3 separate regions of the Gossypium hirsutum genome follow, and all the other regions are linked to region 1. The links are chromatin contacts, called in public Hi-C maps. All regions are on one chromosome and are shown on one strand. The core of a region is the stretch at or near the end of the contact, and the rest is flanking DNA. Distances in the headings are between cores, read along the strand shown. Region 1 holds the start of LOC107886478 (protein JINGUBANG). Region 2 holds the start of LOC107886536 (paramyosin). Region 3 has its middle 17 kb from the start of LOC107886483.

Region 1 (4,749 bases), core at 658-3,157:
TGACCAACTATTAATTCTGCCGGTAAGTTTCTCAATCAAAGGAGCACAATCTGTAGCATTTTAATTTCCTTGTGACCAGCGGAACTCTCAAATATCTCACAGTAAGCCTACCAGACTGAAAAGGAGTAACTCTTTTCGTAATTTCCCATTCCTCTTCAAAAGCACATTTACATGGTTTCTTTCATGTTATTTATTTCTTTATATCTATCAAATATTCATGAAGATTATTGTTCGTACTATGAAAATTTAAAGTCCAGACATACTTCATCATACTAATGCTACTTTGGGATTTTATTTTATTTTTTTTATTTTGCAAAAAAGAAGTAGATATAAGAAACAAAGAAATAATAATAATGGATTAGAGATTCAAGTGTACATTCATGTACCATCAAATTTAGAATTTGAAACAGGTAAGCTAAGTTGTGGGGTGATGATTTCGACTTTTCCTTTTTGTACCATGAAAATTTAAAAGTTCATTTTTATTATTTTTCCTAAAATGATCTACTTTGGAGAAAGAATGCAAATGATTCAATCGAAGACAGCTTAGTTAAATATCTTCTAGCTAGGCCGCCATCATTACACTAACTAAAGCCTAAATGACCCCATTTTCCTAACCGAGAAAAATATTTCCAACTTTTCATATCATTGATTTGTGCCCAGACTGTATAAAAATTAAATTGGAGGAAATAACCAAATCGTCAAATCAATTTAATCCATCAAGTTATTTGAGTAATATAATTTTAAAAAATCTACAATTAATAAATAAAAATATTTTTTGAACTATATTTTTTATAAAATATACATTAATAGTATAATTAATTTTTAATATACAAAATCTAGGGTAAATTATATAGATAGTAACCCAATTATAAAAAAAAATTATTTTAGACACTCAAAATAAAAAGTTTATAATTTAAACACTCATGTTATATAGTTTACATAGCAGTTAAAATTTTAGTATAATAACAATTTTATTTCTCAACTTTTATATATTATATTAATTTAATTATATACAATTTTAAAAAATTAACCTTCAAAATTTACAAATGTTCTCAAAATTACATAAATATTTTTAAAAGATATAATAATAAATTTAAATTTTATATTAATATTAATATAAAATAAAAATCTCTCACTCCGGTCCCTCTCCCTCTCTCCCACCGGAACTTTCCTTCCACCGTCCTCGTACCCCCACCCCCACCCATCACTGTCCCTCTATTGCTTCCGAATTCCATTAATTTCATGGCTAATTTGTATCCAAATACTTGTAATATTCCTTCTCATACTTCTTCTTAATTGCCTCGGGGGTAAGGGAACGGTGGTGGGAGGGGGTGAGCTACGGAGGTGGGAGGATTTTTATTTTATTTTATTTAATATTAATATAATTATATTATTAATATTATATTAATCTAAAATTTATTATTATTGAAAGTATTTATGTATTTTATATATTTTTTATAATTTTTTAAAATTAAAATCAAAATTTAAAATTATTTATAAATTTTGAAAGTGAATTTTTTTAAAAAAATATAAAGTGATATAATATATAAAATTTTATGACTAAATTTATTATTATATCAATTTTTTTAATTATCATATTTATCATTTATGATTTTAAGGAGATTGATTAGAATGACGGAATTATATACGTTAATGCTTTAATTATAAATTGTTTATGTTAAATATTGAGTTAAAATTTGTATTGATAATCCTAAATTCTATTTTACAGAGTTGTAATTTGCAAAGCAGCAAGCTGGGAAAGAGCACCCCCAATAAAATCACAAAACTACTCCTTTTGACGTGCCATTTCTTGTCCTTTTGGAGCCTAGGACTGATCGTACCATATCCACTCTCTCAACTCCACGTGGTATTACCTTTTTTTCTTTATATAATTATAAACCACAACGAAGGTCCTGCTTCAATCCTCTCTCGTGCCTAGCTTCTATATTTTGGCTTTAGGGCTGAAAGGCCGGCATGAAGGTCCGATCATGGCTAGCTACATGCACAACCAGCAGCTGCGCCACTTTAACCCACGACTCCACCATCCCGTTCCCTAAAAAACCACCGCGCTTATCGGAACATTTGGTTTCCGATAGTTCCTCCGATAATCGAGGGAGCGCCACCTCATCTTCAGCTTCTTCAAGTGACACGAGCTACAGCAGCCTCCCTAGCAACCCTTCCCTCCAGACTCTGCCATCTGTACCTTCCTTACAGCTTTTCCCTGATACCTTAGTCTTTTCCGTCTCTGACATCAGCGTTTCTTCAATTATGCCTCTACCCAACCACCCGATCACCTGCGTTGCGGTTCAGGGTAACTTCTTGTATGTTGCTTCTGTTAACGAAATTAGCGTCTACGATCGCCAAACATCCACTCTTCTCGATGCCTACAACGGCAACGATTCATCCTCCGGTTCCGTTAAGTCTGTCACTTTCTGTGACGGAAAAGTCTTCACTGCTCACCAGGACTCTAAGATCCGGGTCTGGCAAATGACCGTGACTAAAAAGCACAAGTTCTTAACCGCCCTACCTACCGTTAACGACCGCTTACGTCGTTTTGTTCTCCCAAAGAACTATGTCAGTGTTCGCCGTCACGTGAAGCGGTTGTGGATCGAACACGCCGACGCCGTTACTGGGCTCGCCGTCAATAGAGGTTTAATCTACTCAGTTTCTTGGGATAAAACCTTGAAGATATGGCGAGCATCGGATGCGCGTTGTTTACAGTCTATTAAAGCACACGACGACGCCATTAACGCCATCACGGCCTCCGTTGACGGAACGGTTTATACAGGGTCCGCTGACCGACGGATCCGAGTCTGGGCGAAACCCTCAGGCGAGAAGCGGTACGCATTGGTGGCGACTCTTGAGAAGCATAAGTCAGCGGTAAACGCACTGGCTTTAGACGACGAAAGATCAGTGCTTTTCTCCGGTGCGTGTGACCGTTCGATTCTGGTATGGGAGAGGGAAGATAGCGCCAATTACATGGTGGTGACGGGAGCGCTGAGAGGGCATGGAAAGGCAATCCTATGCTTGATCAACGTCTGTGATTTACTAATGAGCGGGTCCGCTGATCGGATGGTTAGGATCTGGCAACGTGGAGTGGAAGGGAAATATTGTTGTTTGGCAGTTTTGGAAGGTCACCGGAAGCCGGTGAAGTCGTTGACGGCTGTCAGAGACGATGAACATAGTGATGTAGTTTCGGTTATTAGCGGAAGCCTGGATGGCGAAATTAGAACGTGGAAAGTCTCGTTTTCGGGTAGCCCCTCGTCGGCGACGGATTTCCGAAAATGGAATTTGTGAAAAAAAAAAAGGAATTGAATCATAATTAAATTGAAAAAAGAAAAGGAAAAATTTGCGGCCGCTTAAATTTTTTCTGATATGGTCCCGGACGTTTTACCAACCCTGGATTATTTGTTCTTTTGTTTCTTTCAATTTTGTTTGCTTCCTGAAAGATATATTATTATTTTCAATATATAGTTCACTATTTCTGCATCATGTTGTTCATTTAGAAAAAAAGAAAAAGTTTAATTGAAATAGTATGTTTTTTTAGGATAATCAATTGCAATAGTAATTATTAATTAGATGTAGTAATTCTAAGTAATTAAAATAAGATATATATGAGGCACCGTACATGTGCCCATGTGTGCATATCTTACACCTGGCCACCATATCATTATTATTATTTTTATTTTGGTTGGTGTATGGAGAGGAAGAAATAAAGTGATATTAGAGTTTGTAATTTAAATGTTTTTAATGTTATACATTTTTTTTGTTATTTTAGTTTATGGGCATTTTAAGATTTTTTTTATAGAAATAAGGTTTGTTTGATTTATTTATAATTTATTTTTGATAAAGTTTGATTTTATTATGGTTTAAGGAACAATTGGTAAGAGTGTTTAAATTTCGGTTAAAATTGAATTAATAGATCGAATAATTTAATTCGATTAATCGGTCAGTTAATCAATTTAGTTTGGTCGAAAGTTAGTTAAAGATTTTTTGAAATTTAGGTTAAAGGTTAATTCGGTTCAAAATCGGGTAATTAATCTAATTAATTGAACTGAATAAATAATATTATATGTATTATGCTCTTATTAATTCATATAATTCTATCAAATGAGTATTATCAGTTTATTTATTTTTATATGTTTTATAATTGTTTTAACAAAAAAATATGAATTAACCGAAATATTTCAGTTCAATTAATTTTTTGAAAAAATTTCGGTTCAGTTAACGGTTAAAGGATTAAAAAGTTTGGTTAATTCGATTAATACTAATTCGGTTCGATTTAACAAATTGGTTAACCGTTTAAACACCCCTACTAGTTGGAAATAGACATGTTTAGATCACATTTCATGTAATTTTCATGCTACACATTCATATTTAATCTATGTTATTTGGTTTTGTTAATGTCATGGATGAATTTAGTTAAGATATATGTAAGGAAAGTCGCATTAGATCTATGTTAACATAATTAATTGACGAGATTGTTCAAAATATCTTTTGAATATGATAGTAAGATTTTGAGCTCATAACATATAATTATAATGTAATTAGTATATATATGTGGTCCTAGTGGGAGATTGTTGGATCATATAGATATCACATATATAATAAGAATAATTACATATTATTATTTACTATCATAAAATATTAGTTCAAATTAAAAGTGATCTAATTTGGTTAAGACTTATCGAGTTTCTATTAAATAAAATATGAGCCAAATATGTGTATATACCCTAATAATTAATTTCT
Region 2 (4,749 bases), core at 1,267-3,766, 940 kb after region 1:
GTTATAGCAAAATCTATGTAACATATGTATTTATTCTTGGGTTTAACCAAAAAATTAGAAATTTTCATATTTTTCTTTAAAAGAAAACATTATTTAAGAAATATTGCAAATAGTCATGGAAAATATATAAAACTATTTTTTATGAGGAAAATTAGAAACATACAAATAAGCTATATCATTAACGCCTTTAAAATCACCATCCTTGTATGCATAGTTAGCTTTAGCATTATATATATATATGTATATATTTGAAAAAGCTATCATTCATTTCATCATTTTGGGCTAACGAAATTTGCCTCAATATAGTTTTTGTTCTTCTTCTTCTTTTAATGGATGCTTTGATAAAGTTTTACTAGATGCTTAAACGTACGTCAGGTACATGACTAATGCATTTTTATACCACATCGGTAGTATGAATTTTCAATAACCTTCAAATATTTTGACTACAATTTTTTTGTTTTACATTATTATTCGTTTTCTAGTGATTAGAAGTATCACTGGTTATTAGTACATTTCCAACCACATCCTCAATTACAATGACAACCATGAACTCTATATTTTCATTTTTCATAATTGTTATGTATTGCTACATTCACTTCGGGGAATGGAGCATAATTAGTGAAACGAATAACTTGTTATTTTGTTTAGCTATAAGAATACATGATATCAATTTATAATACTTTTTAAAACATTTTAAACAGTAAGCAGAGAATTATTGACGCAATCAAGATTACCACTAAGCTACATGTGAACATCAAATAAAAGGAATAAACAATTTTAAAAATATTATTCTCATTACTACAAATAAAACAAAGGTGGAGGTATAGAAACCCATAAAGAAATTCTCGGGTGCAAATGCTGGAAAGAAAAATTCTTTGTGAGCTTTGATCATCTTTATACAAGTTAGCATGTACTAACCTTGCTAGCCCGTAAAATCTAGTTATTATAGCTAAACTAAATGCATTAAAAATATATATTACATTTTACCAGTGCATAATGATCAATAATTAACCAGGTTTACTTGGTTAAGTTGAAATGATGCATGGTGGATATTTAAAAAGAAAGAGAAGTGGTAACTTCCATCATAAATCAACAAATTAAATGGAAAAAACTATGACCAGTAATAACAATAAAAGAGGTAATATTCATCAAGAATTTCAAGAGCTACTTATAGAAAATGTCAAATAGTGTATTGGCCAATCATATTTTAAATAAAATTAGGAACTTAATGCACATGTCAATTGAATGCAAAACACACAAAATTAACAAACAACAAATCTCTTTCAAAAAATGCCTGATAGGTTACATATAACATTATGCATTAACATGAAATCCCAATCTACCACGTAGTCCATAAATAATAAATCCATGAAAGAGTATGCAAGCAGCAATGTAAAACAAACAAACAAATAATATAATATAAAATTTTATGCAAATTATCTAGATCAAGAAAATAAGATATAAATTAAAACAAATTGAAATAATTGAAAAAAATTACTAACCTTTTAAAAAAATGGTGAAAAAATCAAATAGTTTAACAAAAAAAAGATTTGTATGCTTTGAATATTTCTCTTTCTATCAAAATATGATGAACAAATTAAAACAATTATGAAAATACATATGTCGTATATAGTTTAATGGAAGATTTATAGGCAGATAACGTGTTATCAAATAATCAAGTAAAAGAATACTAAAAAAGTAAACAATAGATCAAATCAATAGATAATTTTCGCGTATCTCATTTCACGCATATAAGGGTTTTATTTATAATTATTGCCATTTAATACAACACACATAAATGAAGCTTAGTTAAGTGCTTCATTAACACAACTTGCATATTTACTTTCATAATGAATGAGAGGGATTTTATCTCATAAATAAAGGGATTAGAATTTGGACATCCACATTTATTTGTAACAGTTTATTTGATTTTTTATTTTTTAAAAGTTTTCATTTTTTATTTTTTCATCATTTGAAAATTTTTATTTTATTTAATATTTTCATATTTTTCATATTTTTAGAATAAAATTTTATCATTTTTATAAATTGGAATAAAGTTTTATCATTTTTATAACTTGGAACTTAAATGTTAAGAAATTAATAATTAAATCTAAATTAAAAAACTACACTATTAACTTTTAATTAGGAATGCATTTGGATGAACGATGAATTTTTTTACTATTAATATAAAAATAATAATGAAAGTGAAATTAAATATTATAATGTGAGAGAAAAAATAACTAAATGCACTATCAACCGTCTATTCAAACGGACCATAAGAAATCAATAATTTTTAAGTGCAATTACGAGAAATTATTCGCATTTAAGGGTTTATTTAATTGTTTTTTCAACCCCTAAATTTTCCGGTTGGAAGTCAAATCCTAAAACGTAATCCTCTTAATCAATCTGACCCGTCAAATTAGAATACCAAAAAGAAGCTACTCAACGTGGCACCATCTAAGCCGTATATTCACCAAAACATAAACCTTTTAATTTCATATTTTAAAATTTTAAAATTGTTTTCCTTGTGAAGTTAATTTCCTTTCAAGGCGCTAATAAAATAAAATACCAGAGACCAAGGAGAGACTGGTTGGTAGCTAATCGTGTTCTTTGTTCTTCGGCTTCACCGTCTCGTTTAGGTAACGACACCCCTATTTCTCTTAATCTTAATTTCACTAGACCTCTTTTTGGAAGCAATTTCTGGTTATAATTTAATCGTAATTTATCCTCACCTGTTTTTTTCCCTATTTCAATGATTTCATTTCCTTCCTCCCTTCTCAACTAATATCGATCGGTTACTTCCATTATCTTCCTCCTCTGCTTCCAATTCTAGGGTTCGGATCGCACCAAAATACGGGATTTTTTACTGTCGATTATATAAATAATTGGCTTCTTTTTTAAATGACGAGTGCGGGCAATGAAGAAGTCGATGCAGTGCTCAGTGACGTGGAGTCTGATGAGCCGGTACCGATTGTTATTAAAGATCCGTCTCGAGAGGATGTATCGGTCGAGAAATTCCGTGAAATTCTGGCGGAGCTCGATCGCGAGAAACAAGCACGAGAAGCTGCCGAGAATTCCAAATCAGAACTTCAAGTTTCGTTTAATCGATTAAAAGCTTTGGCTCACGAGGCGATTAAGAAGCGAGATGAGTGTGGGAGACAACGTGACGAAGCTCTCCGCGAGAAAGAAGAAGCTTTGAGATCGAACGATAACTTAACGGCGCAATTAGCTGAAGCTAATAAGATTAAAGTCGAGGTTACGAAACAGAGAGAAGATTTGGCGAAGCAATTGGAGGAAGCGTCCAAGGGAAAAGATGGATTGCGATCGGAGATCGAGACTTCTGCTCATATGCTTGTTTCAGGTATAGAAAAAATATCTGGAAAAGTTAATAATTTCAAGAACTTCTCTGCTGGAGGATTGCCGCGATCGCAAAAGTACACCGGACTGCCCTCCGTTGCTTATGGAGTCATCAAAAGAACAAACGAGATCGTTGAAGAGCTCGTTAAACAGATCGAAACCACAACCAAATCTAGAAACGAAGCCAGGGAGCAGATAGAGCAACGAAATTACGAAATTGCCATTGAAGTTTCTCAGCTTGAAGCTACATTAAGTGGGTTACGAGATGAGGTGGCAAAGAAAACTAATATAATTGAAAATTTAGAGAAGAATATAGCTGAAAAGGATGGGAAGATTGGGGAGATTGAAAAAGAGATGTCGGAGAAGATTAATTTGGCACAGGATGAATTAATGGAGTTGAGGAACTTGACCAGTGAATATGATGATAAATTGAAAATTTGGCAGATGAGGATGGAATTACAGAGACCGTTACTGGTTGATCAGTTGAATTTCGTTTCTAGAATTCATGAAATTATTTATGATGTTATTAAGATTGTTGATGCTGATAATATGGATCAGTCAGATGTATCGGAGTCCTTTTTTCTTCCACAAGAGACAGATTCTGTGGAAAATATACGCGCTTGTTTGGCGGGGATGGAGTCTATCTATGAATTAACAGGAATTCTTGCTGGGAAAACAAAGGACTTAGTGGATGAAAAGAATCGTGAAGTAAAGAGTTTAAACGAAACAGTTGCTCGATTGATTAAGGAGAAAGAACATATTGGTTCTTTACTTAGGAGTGCATTGTCCAGGAGGATGGTATCTGAAAATAAGTCCAAAACTAACGAGTTGTTTCAAACTGCTGAGAATGGTTTGAGAGAGGCTGGAATTGACTTCAAATTTAGTAATCTTATTGGCGATGGAAATAAAGCTGGAGATCCAGGCTCAGACCAGGATGAAATATACACTCTGGTTAGATTTTTTCTATTGCCATTGATTTGTTACATGTTCTCTTTAAGTTTGCATAGTGTTTCAAGGTCATATCTTTCCCTTTTGAGGTTCTATTATGTCATTTGACAGGCTGGTGCTTTGGAGAATATTGTCAAAACATCTCAGCTTGAGATAATTGAACTGCAGCATTCTGTGGAGGAATTAAGGTACCTGTTATTTCGGATTTTTAAAATTGCACAAAATCAATATTCTATCCTCCTGCTTTTGTATGGGACGATTAAAGGAATATTAGGAGTAGAATAGGTTAACATAGAGAGTTTTTCTGCATGAACTGAACTCCATACTGTTCTAATGTATTAAGGGCAGAGTCGAGTGTACTTAAAGAACATGTGGAGGCTCAAGCCAAGGAGCTCAACCAAAGAATGCATCGTATAGAGGAGCTTGAAGAGAAGGAGAGAGTAG
Region 3 (4,749 bases), core at 1,012-3,511, 730 kb before region 1:
TTTCATTATTTGTAGAAGAAAGTAAATCAGTAAACATTAAAATCCCACTGTAACAAATTCAATTCCTTCAAAACTACCCTCTTATATTCCTACCAAAACAAACAGATTAGAATGGGGCAATTGATTATTTTGCTTTTATTTTTATAAAAGAAAAAAATGGTTAACAATAAATAGGGATGAAAGAAGTTGAAAATTAAATTTAAAATTTTAATAGAAAAAGAAAATAGTGATAAATGTAGTTATTTTGCATTCCCAGTAGAAAATGCAAGGCCTTCCCCAAGCTTGGTTATCTGGGCCACTTGTGGGCTTTAAATTTGCTTATTATTATTTTTTGCCATTTCACTCCCAGCCCCCAAATTATTAGTTGGTTATTACCTAGATGAGCTTAAATTAGAATAGTTTAGAACTGAATATGTATATTTTAATGTAAAAAATCACTTAACTTTTGAGTGTAATTAATTATTATTTTTAACTTCCCTAATTTTTTTAATATAAAATGAGATCACATTACATCAGAAAAATCGTGTAGAGATTGAAAGATTTCATCCAGCGTTGTATGAATGTAACATTGTCCAAAAGTATTGAGAATGTCAATTTTGCCAAATCATCTGTTATTTTTAGAGAATCTCTTTAATGAAACGGATCATAAAAGATTCACATTACTCCTTTCTAGATTCTTGAATTGCTTCCTTACTATATATCTCAAAGTACCATTTTTTTTCAAATCTCTAAATTTAGTATTTTTTGAATTCAAGAACCCACGCAATACTAGCATGATTAGCCAAAATGCTTTTATCAGTTGTCACAAAGGATTTGATGTAGTGGGCTCCTTGGCCGTCCGTTAATTCTACAGGACTGTCCATATCCAAATTTATTCATGTGAGATTGTTTACGTCCATAAAATGATGATGCAAGTTAGACAAAAGGAATTAAGCATCACACTAAAATATAAGGATCTTTGGTGCAACCAAACAATTAGTTCCATAAACTACCAATTGAGCCAATCATTAGGAATTGGTTGACTTCTTCTTCTTCTCTAAATTATTCAAGGGAATGTTAGGACTTAGTTTAGAAAATCAAATATTTAGCAACCCTATTTTATATTAAAAAAAGAAGAAGAAGGGAATAAAGTTGACAAACAAAGATGTGTTATTTGTTCCTTGCAGTAATTACGTACTTTTTTGGATTCTAGTCAAACAATCAATCTATTAGTATATTGATGTTTAGCATAATAAGAATCATTTTTGGAGTTTTCTTTTCGTATCACCCAAGTTTGATATTTTTGGAGCAAATTCCGTAACCTAATAGGCTCCTTCATTTGTCTTTTAATTTTGTTTTTTTTATACAAGGAAAATTTCAGGCATAATATAATCGTGGATTATCATGTAATATGTCAACATTAAAATTTAATTAATAATTTTTAATTTTTAAAAATTAATTAGATGTTAATATGTCGTCCACATGTATACCGTATAAAAACGTTAAATTTTTTATCCATTTTGGGGTGATTTGATAAAAGAAAATTATAAGTTCAAAAGCTAAAAAAGATAAAAAATTTAAATAAAAGACTAAAATAATTTTTTTATAAAATTAAAAAACTAAATAAATCATTATATCAAAATTTAATTAAGTTGAATTAAAATACATTAACCTATTATAAAAAAGAAAAATGAAAAGTGAAATTAAGGGTTTGAATAAATAAAGTTAAGGAAAATTAAATCTTATATCCAAGTTGTTGGCGTTTATGGGATATTTTTTTTAATTGGATTAAGAATTCACAAATATTTTTTGTAAATAGAAATTAAAAGGTATAAAAATTAAATTTATTATTAGATGTGAAATATAATAATTAAATTTGAAGTCTCATTTGTAGTTAAAATATATATATTTACATAAATAGCCCTAAATAACATTTCACCCTCACAATTTAAATCCAATTTTTTTGCATTTTTATTTGGGGGTGTGTGTGTAAAGGTGACAATTATATGGAATATTATTGTGTGATTGGCATTCACTTAATAAAGTGACGGCGCTGTTAGTTTTCATCATCATTAACGATATCCACTTTAGATTCTGCAATCATTAAAGCTAAACAGAATTTTTATACTTAATTCTGTTGTGTGGGGAAAATGAAATGACATTTAGCGAGTTGAAATAATAAAGGGGAAATGGGAAATGGATCTGGATTCAGCCTGTGCCAATTTATCAGCAAACAGGGAAATAAAGGTGTCATTTTCATGTATTGGGAAGGCACATGGCATGTTGTTCATCCCATGTGATGTTTTGACCTAATTTATTAATTTCATCCATAAATCTACCCTACTCATATATGTATATCTTGCGTATAAAGACAATATATAGACTTTTGCTTTTATTACTAAATCAGAGAAAAAATGATGATTAAATAATAAATGAAAACATAATTGTATAGTTATAATGAAAATGCAAAAAGATGGTGGGATCATCAGCATTAACCAAAGACACGTGGAGTGGGATTAAAGTAGTGTTGGTAAAGAGTGGTGAATTGTATTCGACAACATTGCCCTTTTTGTCAGTCTACAAAGTTAAGAGAGTTGCACCGCATACACCGATGGGATTTAAGAAACCCTGTGAAAATGGGAATGGGGTTGGGTATTAGAGCTGGAGAATGCGGGGGAACAAGGTTCACATGGGAGAACGTGCTTCCCTCCCATTTCTATCTTCAATCTCTAAATACCCACTTATAGATTTAAGATTAAAAAGTTTGGTCTTGGCACCATTAAAATGATTTTTTTAATTGTTTTAAATTTGAATATGTTGAGGATTGGATCTCCAGCACGTTAGGTTTTGTATCTCAACCATGTGTAATGTTTACGTTTTCGATCTATCAACTTATTTTCTCAGAGAAAAACAAAACAATACCTGAATCCAATAAATTATTATAAATAATAGGATCTAAATTCGGCATTATTTTCACATTGCAAGTCCCCACCCCATATTCCATGTGTTTGCTTCAAATGTTCACATTTCATTTCATTCATTTTAATGAAACATGGTATTTGTTTCTAATAAATTTAGCAAAGTATTTTCTTTTTCATAAAATAAAATTAGCTGTATATAGAATTTGAGGGTTAATTAATTATATATTCAGAACGCACATGTCATTTTGCCAAAATTTTTTCCCCTTTTCTGATGTAACATTTTGCAACTTTAAAGGTTAAGTACTTTTTATGATGATATTTTTAAAAAAATGCATTAAATCATTTATTATTAAATTAATGAAATCTTTTTTTCTTGGATATAAAATTGAAACTACCAACCGTAGTAGATAAGTTATAACCACGTTGTTGATCTGATTATACATATGTTGTCCTCATCAATCAGTTATCTCTGTTGAACAAATAATAATAATAATAATCATATTCAGCTATCTCTTAACCGACATTGGAATGCTAAACTGACACTGTTGGGAATTGTCACTTTTTATTATTATATATTTTATGGAAACATTAATCTAAATTTGCTGGGCAAAAATATTATTTTTAAAATATTTATATCTTTTTTATATTTTCATTAACTTCAGAAAAATGTATAAGTAAATTATACTATTCATTACGGCAAAATTTTTTTCACTCAACTAATAAAATTTATCTTTTTTTTTTATTTCTTTTGTTAAGTGCTTTTAAGTCTACGATGGATTGATGATGTTGTGATTTTAAATTTTGTATAATAATATATTTGATATTCAATGCTTATACATTTTATTAATTTAGTTTATAAAAAAATTAACCTTCAACATTTATAAATTATTTTAATTTAATCCTTAATTCTAATAAAATTATAAAACTTTTCAATTAATATTTTTAAAAATCATACAAAATACATAAAAAAATTCTAAAATTATAATATTATAAAATTTTACAAAAAAAGTTCCCACATATTCAAGTTGCAATCTCTTCAAACTTTCATCGATGCTTTTAGTTGCTCTCTCAACATTGAAATCAAAATCTTCACGGTATCTCCCACATTTTGTTGAAATTATATATTCACTTCTAGTAACTCCAAGAGCTTTAAGGCTTAGTTTGGATGGACAGTGTGTTTACCTCCGGTGAGGTTAAAAACAGCGGTGGCGGTGAGATTAGTTATTGTAGCGGTGAGATTGGATACTGTAGCGGTGAGATTAGAAACAACGGTGGAGTGTGTGTTTGGATTCAAACGCAGCTGTAGCGGTGAGGTGAAAATGAAAAATGACTATTAAGGACATCATATTAGAATTGATATATAATAGAAGTTTTTAAATTATTTTACTTATATAAAATTATTAAAATATGTGAATTTATAAATTCATTTAATAAAATATTAAAATGTATCTTTTAATATTTTATTATAAATATTTTAATGAATTATATAATCCATTTAAATTATTTATTAGATAAAATGATAATAATTTTTAATTTTTTATAGTTAAATATTCTTTTATAACAATGATAAATATTATTTTCGCAAATAGTAACATTATACTTGGATCAAATTTTGAAGTATCTAAACGAATGATTTTCAATAAAAAATATATATATATACTAACATAAGACATAACAAGTTTCATTATTACTTGAAATTAGGTTTTGATACAAATTTATTTTTACAAATATTGATTCATTAAACTATTTGCAATGGTTTCCCTTAACATTGCAATTTCAAGGTTACTTTCACTGTTAGAAGAACTCGATTCACCTCTATCAAAATGGCTTGAAGAGATTGGCATGTCGG

Evidence for each region. Hi-C and Micro-C count contacts between places; a contact is called where the count stands out from the background.
Region 2: a Hi-C map of leaf shows a contact between it and region 1, with 2.0 times the contacts expected there. The contact joins the promoter of LOC107886536 here to the promoter of LOC107886478 in region 1. A contact is called at or near these places in 3 of 34 Hi-C or Micro-C datasets (all in leaf).
Region 3: a Hi-C map of leaf shows a contact between it and region 1, with 2.5 times the contacts expected there. The contact joins the enhancer-like site here to the promoter of LOC107886478 in region 1. A contact is called at or near these places in 2 of 34 Hi-C or Micro-C datasets (both in leaf).

The regions. Positions count from the first base shown.
Region 1 is chrA03:94,944,838-94,949,586 of Gossypium_hirsutum_v2.1, forward strand. LOC107886478 (protein JINGUBANG) reads left to right here and starts at 1,908. Exons shown (of 1, transcript XM_016810449.2): 1 at 1,908-3,489. The coding sequence starts at 1,975. The coding sequence ends at 3,297.
Region 2 is chrA03:95,885,061-95,889,809 of Gossypium_hirsutum_v2.1, forward strand. It overlaps LOC107886536 (paramyosin), which reads left to right and starts at 2,517. Exons shown (of 6, transcript XM_016810525.2): 1 at 2,517-2,639; 2 at 2,834-4,308; 3 at 4,417-4,493; 4 at 4,649-4,749. The coding sequence starts at 2,902.
Region 3 is chrA03:94,218,025-94,222,773 of Gossypium_hirsutum_v2.1, forward strand. No RefSeq gene overlaps it. Among protein-coding and RNA genes, the nearest start is that of LOC107886483, 17 kb to the left of the region's middle. Within about 2 kb of position 2,262, at least 2 of the 9 cell types and tissues checked have an H3K27ac peak or open chromatin away from gene starts, as enhancers often do. A contact at or near this core is called in leaf, where this site is marked.